Regions from separate parts of the Sus scrofa genome. Here all the other regions are linked to region 3. The links are chromatin contacts, called in public HiChIP or PLAC-seq and promoter capture Hi-C maps. All regions are on one chromosome and are shown on one strand. The core of a region is the stretch at or near the end of the contact, and the rest is flanking DNA. Distances in the headings are between cores, read along the strand shown.

What was found. Promoter capture Hi-C pulls out the DNA fragments that hold promoters and counts their contacts. HiChIP or PLAC-seq counts read pairs in DNA pulled down with a chosen protein or histone mark.
Region 1: a contact with region 3 is called in an H3K27ac HiChIP or PLAC-seq map of skeletal muscle. The contact joins the promoter of CBX2 here to the promoter of CBX4 in region 3. A contact is called at or near these places in 5 of 47 Hi-C or Micro-C datasets (blood, heart right ventricle, liver and 2 more) and 2 of 2 datasets of contacts at active chromatin or transcription factors (alveolar macrophages and skeletal muscle).
Region 2: a contact with region 3 is called in a promoter capture Hi-C map of liver, with 3 times the contacts expected there. The contact joins the promoter of CBX8 here to the promoter of CBX4 in region 3. A contact is called at or near these places in 4 of 5 promoter capture datasets (fetal liver, fetal skeletal muscle, liver and 1 more), 23 of 47 Hi-C or Micro-C datasets (adipocytes, blood, brain and 12 more) and 2 of 2 datasets of contacts at active chromatin or transcription factors (alveolar macrophages and skeletal muscle).

Annotation. Positions count from the first base shown.
Region 1 is chr12:2,578,416-2,582,164 of Sscrofa11.1, reverse strand. It overlaps CBX2 (chromobox protein homolog 2), which reads left to right and starts at 1,829. Exons shown (of 5, transcript XM_021066506.1): 1 at 1,829-2,022; 2 at 2,094-2,137; 3 at 3,187-3,252. The coding sequence starts at 1,951.
Region 2 is chr12:2,561,017-2,564,571 of Sscrofa11.1, reverse strand. It overlaps CBX8 (chromobox 8), which reads right to left and starts at 2,153. Exons shown (of 5, transcript NM_001244499.1): 1 at 2,019-2,153; 2 at 1,604-1,647; 3 at 1,353-1,418; 4 at 1,159-1,225; 5 at 1-686. The coding sequence starts at 2,087.
Region 3 is chr12:2,519,020-2,522,480 of Sscrofa11.1, reverse strand. CBX4 (E3 SUMO-protein ligase CBX4) reads right to left here and starts at 1,568. Exons shown (of 5, transcript XM_003131145.4): 1 at 1,377-1,568; 2 at 1,187-1,230; 3 at 1-8. The coding sequence starts at 1,445.

The DNA of each region.
Region 1 (3,749 bases), core at 580-3,079, 59 kb before region 3:
ACTGATCCAGCTATTTGCAGGATGACAATAAATACACCTTTGGCCTCATCCCCACAGTTTATTGCCTGGCTCCACAAGATGGGGATACAAAGAGCTGGAGAGAGATTGTAGGAGGCTCTCTCTCTACCCCAGGAGCGCAGCTTTTATCCCAAAACAGGGATTCTGGGCTGCAGCCCCACCCAAGTGAGCGGCCCAACCCCCCCCCCTCCGCAGAAGCAACCTTCCCTCTTTCCACCTTCTTTGCAAACAATATCTCTCAGATACCAAATGAATGTAACCTATTTAACCAAATAATGTTACCCAAGTTCTCTCCAGATACCAAATGAATGTAACCTATTTAACCAAATAAACTAATGAACATGCCAGAAATTGAAAGATGGGCTCCAAAATGTTACCCAAGTTCTCTCCAGATACCAAATGAATGGAACCCATTTAACCAAATAAACTAATGAACACGCCAGAAATTGAAAGATGGGCTCCAGCAGTTCCAAATTTTCTACAGTAGGCCTTTCCTGTTAAAACGACAGAAATACATCTCTCCTGCAGAATCCTTTATAAACATGGTTTTAATGATTACAGTTACCTAGAGACAGTCTCCTGTAACAAGAAACGACTTTTTGATTTGCTCAACAGAGAGAATATTTTGCAGCTGCATCCAAGGGAGGAGCAAAACCAGAAAAAAAATTTTTTTTGAGTTAAAATCGTACTGATGTGGAAAAAGAGCTGCCATCTATCACCTTCATTTGTGGAAAAGTTAGGGCTAACGTATATCTCCTTTATTATTCGTTCGACTTGCTCTGATTCAAGATCTAAATGATTTAAGGGGAAAGTTGCTCAGGGAATGGGGATCTCAAAAGCACTAAATAAAAGGGTGTTTGCTGAAGTTGAACCCACAAGACTCCAGGCCACCCCCATTCCAAAGCGCGGTCCAGTCTCTCTGCAGCCTGTAATTGATCCAAAGGGCACGGACTGCCAAATCCGGGCAGGCCCATTAAAGACTTAGTTCTAGGTTAGAACAAGCTCCTCGAATCACCATCCCGTCTCCCCCACATTCATTTGCTTAAAATCGTGAAACAAATTAAGAAAAGGTGCAGTTGCTTTCCCCCTACGTGCTGCCTAAAACTTGGGGGCTCGGTGCCACTCTTCACAACTTAAAATAAGAACGCAGAGCCATTCGTTTTCAGCTGATACGTTCTCCTCTCTCTCCTTGAGGAGAGTGAGGGGGGAGCCGGGCTGCTCGGTTTTTGCGGTTCATCCCCTTCCCAAGTACTTGGTCTCCCATTCCTTCCCCGCCCCCCTCGCCCGTTTTGCTCGCGCGCAAAATAGCACGACTGCCCGAGACCGACAGAGACCAAGTTCAAAAAGGCGGAGGGCGGGTGGGCCCTCCGCGCCCCAAGCAGCGTCCCTCAGAAACCCGGGCAGGAAGCAGCAGCCTAGCCGCGTCCTGACTTCCCCCACTTCGGCCCAGAACAATGGCTTTTTGCCCGGAAAACGAAGTTCGGAGGAGGCCGGGCGCACCCCGGAGACCGGGACTCGGCTGACGATCCCCAGGCCCGAAACGACCGGGCGCTTCCTTCTTCCTCGCAAAAGACCCGCCTGCGCTCGGTGGACCCCCATCACCGCCCGCGCCGCTACAGCCAGACCAGGCGCGCGGGACCCCAAGCCCGGGCGCGAAGCCGAGCCCTCCTTGAACAATGAGCGCCCCGCCCCCGGCACCGCCCCCGCGCGCTCATTGGCCTGCGCCGGATCGGGGCGGCCCGGGAGGATGGGGCGGGCGGCTGGCCTCGGCTCTCGGCGCGCGGCGCGCGGCGGCGGTGCGCGTGCGCGGGGCGGGCCTGCGCGGGGCGGGGGCGGTGCTTTGTGTGCGGCCGGCGGGGCGCGCGGCAGCGGCGGTGGCGGTGCGGGGAGCGGTGGGCGCCGCGGTCGGGGCGGGGCGCGGCGCGCGGCAGCATGGAGGAGCTAAGCAGCGTGGGCGAGCAAGTCTTCGCCGCCGAGTGCATCCTGAGCAAGCGACTACGCAAGGTGCGTGCGGCCCGGCCCGTGCCCGCCCGCGCCCGTTCGCCCCGGCTCACGCGCCTCTTCTCTCCCTGCAGGGCAAGCTGGAGTACCTGGTCAAGTGGCGCGGCTGGTCCTCCAAGTGAGTCCCCAACAATGCAGCGCCCGCCTTCCTGCCTGCGCCACCTCGGTCTGGAGGGTGGAGGACGACGTGGGGGTCCCTCGGCCGCGCTGTCTGGGGGAGTCCGCGCGCGGGGCGGGAAGTTTGCCGGGGCTCCGCGGGCTCCTCGGGCTTGGCGGGAGGGGGTGCACGGGGTGCCCTTTGTTTACTGGCCTGCGGGGCGCGGGGCTGGAAGGCCTCTCCGGAACCTCCTCCAGTTCGCCCAGCTAGGTTCCTGGCGCCCGGGCCGCCTCTCCCGTTGCCGGTTCCGCGCCCCTCCGGCTCCGCGCACTCCTCCCGCGCCCATTTGTTGCATGCGCCCCCGCCCGCCTCAGCCCTCCCCGCGGGGTGCGAGCCCCCCTCCTCTTGTTCGTATTTTCCCCGCTGTAACCTGAGCTTTCTATTGATGGATGTAGTGCTGCTTTTTTTTTTTTTTTTTTTTTCTCTTTTTTAATGTAAGGGAGGGGACTTGGCATCCCGGAAGGGGCTCTATTTGCAGACGATCTCGCAGACCCAGTTCCCCTTTCTTCTAGACCCCACTTTTCTTTCTTTGCTTTCCTCTCCGGGCGCCCCAGCCCGTGTTCGCCTGGGCACCAGCAATGTTGTTCTTAATCTTTGGGCCGCGTGTCTTTGCCGCTCGGCCGCCCCCTCCCTGCATCCTGGACGAGCCTTCCCTTCCCTCCCTGGCTCCTGGCCAGGGTTTGGGGGCTTCCCTCTCTGCAACTTTCCATTTTACTGGGATCCGTTTTCCTCCCCGGGGAGACTGGGGAGTCCTCCTGAGTCCCCGTGTTAATTGGGAGTAGAGTGGTGGTTTCCCTTTGAGTTGGAGGACAAGGTGCTGGCTTCAAGAGCCCCTGTCTCCAGGAGCTCATCGTTAGCGTGGGTGGGACCTTTGGGACTTTCCCCAGCAGCCCAGTGCCCTGGCTGCCAGCAGGGATCTCAGAGCAATGGGGCACCCCCACTCGGGCTGCCTTGTGAAGTGGCCTGTCACTGCCTGATGCTTTAGGACGCCCTGTTCTTTGCTTTTCTAGACACAACAGCTGGGAGCCAGAGGAAAATATCCTGGACCCGAGGCTGCTCCTGGCCTTCCAGAAGAAGTGAGAAAGTTAACAGACTTGTGGGAGGGGCGTGCCATTGGGGGGACCCTGGTCTGTCACCCAGTGGCGCTGGATGGTGCCGGCCCTCAAGGGGTCCTGGACTTGGGCTGTGGTTTGAGGTCCCAGATGCGTCCTCCCCACACTTTCCCTCAGCTGACCAGCACTGTGTCCAGACCTTGAGAGCCACGGAGTGTTGCTTTGGATCTTTGTGACAGCCAGACTTGCCAAAATGAACCTTCCTGGTTCCTTATTTTTCTCTGGGCTGCGAAACAGCTGGTATTATGTGAGCACCACGGGGGCCCCCTTGCCTGTCTCAGGGGCCGAATTTGCTTTTGTAATTCTAGATGTCATATCTATTTTTAAGGAGGAGACTTGGGTTAAGAGAGGCCTCTTTGAGATACTCAGGGGAAAGGGTGGTGAGGGGCTGGTGATGGCCTGAGAGTCTGTGGAGTGCTGGTCGGGGAGGGGGGGGGCAGGCTTGCTAGAGGCAGATAAAT
Region 2 (3,555 bases), core at 904-3,403, 42 kb before region 3:
TACAAGCCCCCTACAGAGCCAGTGGTGCCTGAGCCATGCCGGACCCGGGGGCCACCAGGGTCCAGGGTGCCCTGGCCTTTGGCCTCCAGGAAGGTGGCCCTGTGCTTTATGACCCTGGCTGGAAAGGTGTCCACAGCAAGCTTGCCTGTGGCCTCAGCTGGGCTGGGGCTGGCCACACCACACTGGGCCAGGTCCGAGTCCTGCCTTCGAGCCAGCTGGATCACGCTGTGGCCAGCTGGGAACTTTCCTGCCCCGGAAGCAGCATCGTCCAGCTTCCTGCCCTTGAGGTAATCTCCGAGGCCATCACTGGGTTCTCCCAAGGGCCTCTGCGAAGGGTCCAGGAGTTCCTTCCGGGGCTTGGGACCTCGTTTCTTGGAGCTGTCACCTGGTGAGCTGGGTTTGTCGTCTGCACGGCTGGTGCCCCGATCACGATCGCGCTCACGCTCTCGTTCTCTCTCCCTCTCACGCTCACGGTCCCGCTCACGGTCCCGAGGGGGCTCCACTCGACAGGTGCTGCTGGTGCTGCTGCTGCTCCCTGGCGGGGAAAGACCCATGTTCCGAAGGCCCTCACGGGCCCGGGAAGTAGAGGCCAGTTCCTGAGGCGAGCGGCCGGGGTAGGGGATCCGAATGCCTCTGGCTGAGTCACTTCGGAACTCATAAGTTTTGGCCTTTGCCTTGGCCTGGGCCTGTGATAAGAGAAGGCAGTGTCAAGAGTAGCGTAGGGTTGGTCATGTCCACTGCCCCCTCCTCCCCCACCCCTCTTCCAGTCTCAGCCTCCCTGCGTCACTCTCTGATGCCTTAAAATTTCTGTCTGGCTGGGGGTGAAGCTTAGGAATAGCACTATGGACAAAGGGGTAGAGAATTTCTCTGGAAGCAGCCATGTGCACCAAGCACCCTTCTTGTATATGACTATAAGCCTATTTAGAATGGTTGGGGGGAGGGGGTCCCATAAGGAAATTCTAGTGTGGCTAAGCAACTCCTGCCAAGACACCCCTTAGGGGTGCTACTGACCTGATGACAGCTTGTCTGGGGACTTCCTCCTAGATTACAAATACGGTACACATAGGACACCCCATTGGCTCACAAGCTCCCAGGACCCCCTTCCCACAAACTGACACAACAACATTGCTGCCCACCCATTGGACACTGCCATCCTACCTTGAGCAGGAAGGTTTTGGGTTTGGGTCCTCGCTTTTTGGGGCCGTAGAGCTCCATCTCTCGTTCCCTGCAGAAAGAAAGGAGGGAGAAAGGGGTGTGTGAGTAAAGAAGTCAACTGGGCCTCCAGTTCAGGCCAGATGGGAACCACCCTTCGTGTTCCTAAGTGAAGAGCTGAAGCTGGGAAGGGCCTGTACCTTTCCTCAAAGGCGGCAAGCAGGCGAGCGTCCAGGATGTTTTCTTCAGGTTCCCATGTGCTGTACCTAAAGGGAATCAGGAAGAAGTGGGCGTCAGTCCCAGGAGCAGGGAAAGAGCAAGTGGAGGGTGTGTATGCATGTCTAACTTTTCTTGTTGCATTGTATTGTATTTCAATGTAAAGGGGAAAAGAGGAAGAAAGAAAGCTTCCGAATAACAGTCTGGGGTTCAGAACTGCACAGAACCTACTTACTTCTGCGACCAGCCCTTCCATTTCACAAGGTATTCCATGCGTCCCTGCGGATGCAAAAAGGAAAATGTGTGTGTGCACGGAGAAAAATGCATGACGAGAACATAGAAATACATGCAAAAAATGCATGCACCGAATGAATGCGCGAAATCCCAACGCGAAAGGCACGCGCTCGGTGCATCACCCCCTGCACGAAACGCTGCACAAAGTGCATGCACCGGTATTCATTCCCCCCACCCCGCCCCCCACCCATGCAATCTGTGCATCGCTGCAAGTCTAAGGAAAGCGCTTGAGCTCAGAGCCGCCGCCACGGCCGCGGCCGCTGCTGGGACCTGGGGGAAGGGAAGCTGGGCTGCAGCAGGAGGAGGGAACCCGGACCGGGAGGGGAGGGCTCGGCCCAAGGCCTTGGGGCACCTACTTTCCGTATGCGCCTCTTCAGGAGGGCTTCGGCCGCGAACACCCGCTCCCCCACCGCTGAAAGCTCCATGTTGACTCGCCGCTTCCCCCTTGGCCGCTTCCAGGAGCAGAAAAGCAGCAGCCAGCGCACGACAGACCATAATACTCTCCCGCTGACGTCAGTTCTCCTCCCCCTCCCGCGCGCTCGCTCCCTCCCCGCCCCCTCCCGCGCTCCGCTCCCTCCTCCCCGCCGGCCCCGCGCTTCCTCCCGCCCCACGTGTTGCTAACGACGTTGCTAAAGCCGAGCGGCCAGGGCCAGCTCTCCCGCGCTCTGATTGGGCGAGCCCCGGGCCACGCCTCTCTCGCTTTCTCCCCCGCGTTGCTACGTGACCCGCGTTCCAATCGCCAGGGGGCGGAGTCCAAGGCGACTCCTGAGACTGAGCGCGAGGAGGTGGGGGCCGCCGCCGGAAGTGACGTTGCGGGGAGGGCGGGCTCGGCCGCTGTCAGTCTGCTGGGCTGGCAGGGGGGCCGTCCACCCTCTGTCCCCGCCGTGGCCCCCTCCCCTGCCGCCAGGATGTCTCTCCGGTGCTCTGCGTCCCCCACGCTCTCGCTGGGACCCCCGCGGCCGTGTCGGCCAAGCCCCACCCCCTCGGCGACCCCGGCCCGCCCCACCCCCACCTCTAGGACTCGCGCGGTCCTCCTCCCTCTGCGGCCGCCAGGGCTGCACAATGCACAATGCACAGGTGCTGGGGCGCCGCGGGCCGCGCCCGAACCCCGAGAGCCAACAACGAGCTCCTCGCCAGCTCTCCCTCCTAGCCCCCTCCCCTGGAGTTGCACACCCGACCCTCGGTCTCCATGGCAACGGCCTCCCCTGCCGCCGCCAGCCCCATCCCGCTAACAAATCAATGTGCCTGTGTCTCCTCCTGTCGCGCAACCCTGCCCTCGGCCACCCTCCGGGCCCTGCAAGCTGGGCAGGGCTTGGGCGTTCGCCCCCAGCTCGGAAGCCGAACGCAGACCCAGTGGGGGCCCGCTGTCGCCGCCTGAGCCTTTCGCGCTCCGGGATTCCGTGGGGGACAGCGCGCTTCTTCTTCCTGCCACCACCATCCCCCGACAAGTCCGCGACGCCTGCAGCCACCTGCCCCTGCCGCCAGCACGCGCAGCTCGTCCCCGCCAGGCCCCGGCCCCAAGTGTCTCCAGCCCCAGCCCAGCCGCCTCCTGCCCAAGAGAGCCCTGGGTGTGTTGGGGGAGGGCGTGGACCACCACCAAGGCAGGGTCTGGAGCTTGGCTGGGGTTGAGGGGCGCGGCTGGGGGAGCGTCCCGCTTCCTCCAGACCCAGGCAACTGGCTGGGCCTGCACCGCGCACTTCCTGTTCATGGCTCTTCCCGACGTGCGTGGCAGACACTCCCGGAGAATACCCGGGGAGCGATGCCGTGTCCAGTACGGGTTGAGGAAGAGAAGTAAAGATGGTAGGGCCCAGGAAAGGGGATGAGGACCCGGCTCCGGATGCCTCGCGTGTGCACACATGCAAACACACGCTCCTGCTCAGTTGGCGGTGACCC
Region 3 (3,461 bases), core at 319-2,818:
TGTTATATCTTGCAAGGGAAAAGGGAGGGGGACACAGCGTAAAAAAACCCAAAAAAAACCCCCAAAACAACAACAACAACAAAAAAACCCGAGCCAGCTTTTTGGCCTCCAGGTGGGGAATGACATAAAGCCTTACTCTGTCTTCATGAACCGAAAGCTATTTAGCTGTGGATGTGTGTGTGGGGGGGGAGGGTAAATTTCTGCAGGCCAAACACGGTCCCTGATACACCCTCCCCAAGTCAAAATAAACACACAAGGGCAGGAAGAAAGGGGAGGGGTAAGGAAAATGAAACTAGCAGTTTATTTTGCAGTTGTCAAGAATTTTAAGCATGTTACTGCGACATGTTCCAAAGCCACTTTGCTCACCAGGAACCCTGCGTGCAAAGCAGCCGAAATGCAAAGTCGCAAGTCCCCTCCTCCTCGCCCCAGCCCGGGTCTCCGTGAGGGCTTCAGCCATTCTCCATTTGACCCCTAATCCGATCACCGTCAGCCAAGCGGCCCCCCCAAACCCCCTCGCGACCCTGGAGCCCGCTGTCACGGGCAAGCACCCCTAAATACTCAGCAACACAAAAATATGCCTCTCTCTCTCTGTGTGAGTGTGTGTGTGCGTGTGCCTGCGCGTCTGTCTCCATCCGGTGCCTTCGCATTTCAAATTAAAAAAAAAAAAAATTCCCCACCAAAAGCGCCGCAGTGACAGTTCCCAACATTTTCTGCCTTTTTTTCCCCTCTCCCTGCACCACTAGGAGGGAAGAGGCACACAATTGCATTTTCGTCGCTTTTTAATTTTTTTTTTTTTTTTGGTTTTGCAATATGGAGCCGTTCGGTGGAGGGAAAGGGGAAAGGAGCCATTTTCTGCTGCACATCAGTCAGTGCCTGCGCCCTCCCTCCCTCCGCCGGCCTCCCCGGCTCAGCCCCGCGTCTCTCCAGCTCCTCCGGCTCCTTTTAGTGCATAAATTAGTGATGGCATTTCCCGGAGAGCGGAGCACAACACAGGGCGCCGGGCTCGGGCTCGGCGGCTCGGCTTCCCCAGTGCCTGCCACCGACTTCCCCACCCCCTCCTCCCTCCACCCCATCTCCACCCCGCCTCCCGTCCGCTCCCCCCACCACCCCACCAGCCCGGCGGGTCCGGAGCCCTGGAGCTCAGAGCCTCGGTACCGGGCTCCCCCGCCCCTCGGCCGCTACTTACTTGGGGGACCAGCCTCTCCATTTCACCAGATACTCCACTCTGCCCTGAGGGGGGAAGAGACAGCACTCCATCAGCTTCCGCGGGATCCCCGGCTCCGGCCCGCAGCCTCCCCACCCCCTCCCCGCCTCCTCGCGGGCTGCTCCCGCTGCCGCTCCCCCGCCGCCTCGCCGCCGCCCCCGCGCCGCCCTACCTTGCGGATCCGCTTCTTCTCGATGCTCTCCACCGCGAAGACGTGCTCGCCAACAGCTGGCAGCTCCATGGCCGAGCCGGAGCGCGCCGGGGCGCGGGCGGCCAGCGCGGCTGCAGACGCTGCTGGCTCCCGCCGGCGCCCCGCTGCCGCCCCGGCCGAGGCGCCCCCGCCGCCCGCGCCGCCGCCGCCGCCGCCGCTCGCCCAGCACAACCCGGCCGCCCGCCGCTGCCCGCGCCTGCCCCGCTCCCGGCTCGCACTCGCTCAGACAACTGAGCCCGGGCCGCGGCTGCACAAGAACTCATGCAAATCCGGACGTCAGCGGGCGGGGCCTCGCTGGGCCCTGTTCGGCGTCAGGGGGCGGGCCGCGGCCGGGATTGGCGCAGCCGGGCCTACCGGAGGCCCCGGGCCTGGGCGGCGAGTGGGGCGGGGGGGGGGCGGGCGGGAGGAAGGGCGCGCGGGGGGGGGCGGGAGGAGGAGGACTCCGGAGAGGTGCAGAGGGAGGGATCCGCGATCCTGGGAGAGGGACAGTGGAGGGAGGGAGCGGGACCGGGACCGGGTTGGAGAGGTGTGTCGGCCGAAGGCGGAGGAGCGGGTGGTGGAGAGCTTGACAGGGCCGCGAGGATCCGGCGGCGACCCTTAGCCTGCGGCCCAGAGCCTCCGCCAGCCCCCTCGCCTTCAGTTCTCAGCGCCCACTGCCCCAGGACCCCTGCCGGGGGCCACGGAAGCATCCACTGCAGTTTCCCTTTGCACCCAATTGCGTCACGTGCAGACGCGGGGGGGTGGGGGCTCCGGCAGGGGGCGTAATTGAGGCAGGGGCAGCCCGCGCCCCCTATCCTCTGTGCCCCGCCGCTCGGCCCCGCCCCAAGAGGCTTGGGGCGTTTTGGAAGGCCAGGGGTGGGAGAGAAAGGGCGGGGAGGAATGAGAGGGCTGGGTGCAAAGGCTCGCCCGGGAGAGCGAGGTAGAGGAGAAAGGGACTAGAGGAGCAGGCAGCCTGGGCCCTTAGCTCTCAAGAACCTTACCAGAGGGTTTTCCGATCCCACCCTGGATCTCGACAGCCTCCTAGTTTACTCTGGGCTCCCTCCTTGGCGGGGCGAGGGCCGGATGTCCATCCCCCCACCCCCACCCCGCGGCCAATACTGCAGAGGCAGAGAGGACAGAGAGGGGGCGAAGAGGCTGTCCAGATCTGCTTGGGGGCCCGAGGGTACTTCGTGGGGTCACGAGAAGGGCTTCGAAAGGTGAAGCGGGGAAGGCCAAGAAGAAGTCGAATGTAAGCAGGGCACAGCAGGGCCGCACGAAGGGGAGGTGAATGGAATCGCGGAGGAGACAAGCGTTCGTCACGAAGTCGCACTCCCTGCTCCTCGTGTGGCAGCCGCAGCCGAGCCGAGGCCCTCCCCACGCGGCCCAAGAAGCTGCCGAGTGTGAAGTTTAGCACCTCCGGCGGCGAGACGGCGCGTTCCGGCGTGCCGCTCCAGCGTCCGGCTGGGGGAGCTGCTGCGCCCCACGCGGCCTCCGGAGGGCGCCGCCCGCGGGGCCGCGAGCTCTGTGGGGGTCGGAATGGAGAATGAGGGGGCCTGGGGAGAGGGCAGGGCGGCTCAAGTGGCGGGGGCAGGAGCGCTCCTGCCCGGGGGTGTGTCCGGGCCCCCAGCTCCGGGCCCTTGAAGGATCGGGAGCAGGAAGCTTGCGCAATCCCTTGGCTGAGCGTCCAAGGAGAAAGGAAAGGAGCAAAAGCCGAGCGAGAGTGGAACGAGCGAGGGGGGCGGGTAAAGAGCCATCCGGGTCTCCGCTCCCGCCCTGACACACGTCCCGGAATGCTGGGTGGGGACTGCGCGGGGGCTCCAGTGAGCGGGGGAGGGGCGAGGTGCGGAAGCGAACCCCCAAAGCATGCGCGGGGCTCGTTTTCTCCGAGGAATGCGGGAGAAGCCTGGAGACGGTCTGGTGTTTAAGGACGCACACGTTGACTCCACCGTTTCACTATCACCTCACAGCTCTCGCAGCCCGGCCGCTCCTGCTGCCCAGGCAGCCACCGCCCAAGACGGCCCGCGTGCCTCCTCCCCTGGAGGGGTCCTGAGGGTGGGGGTCGTTTTC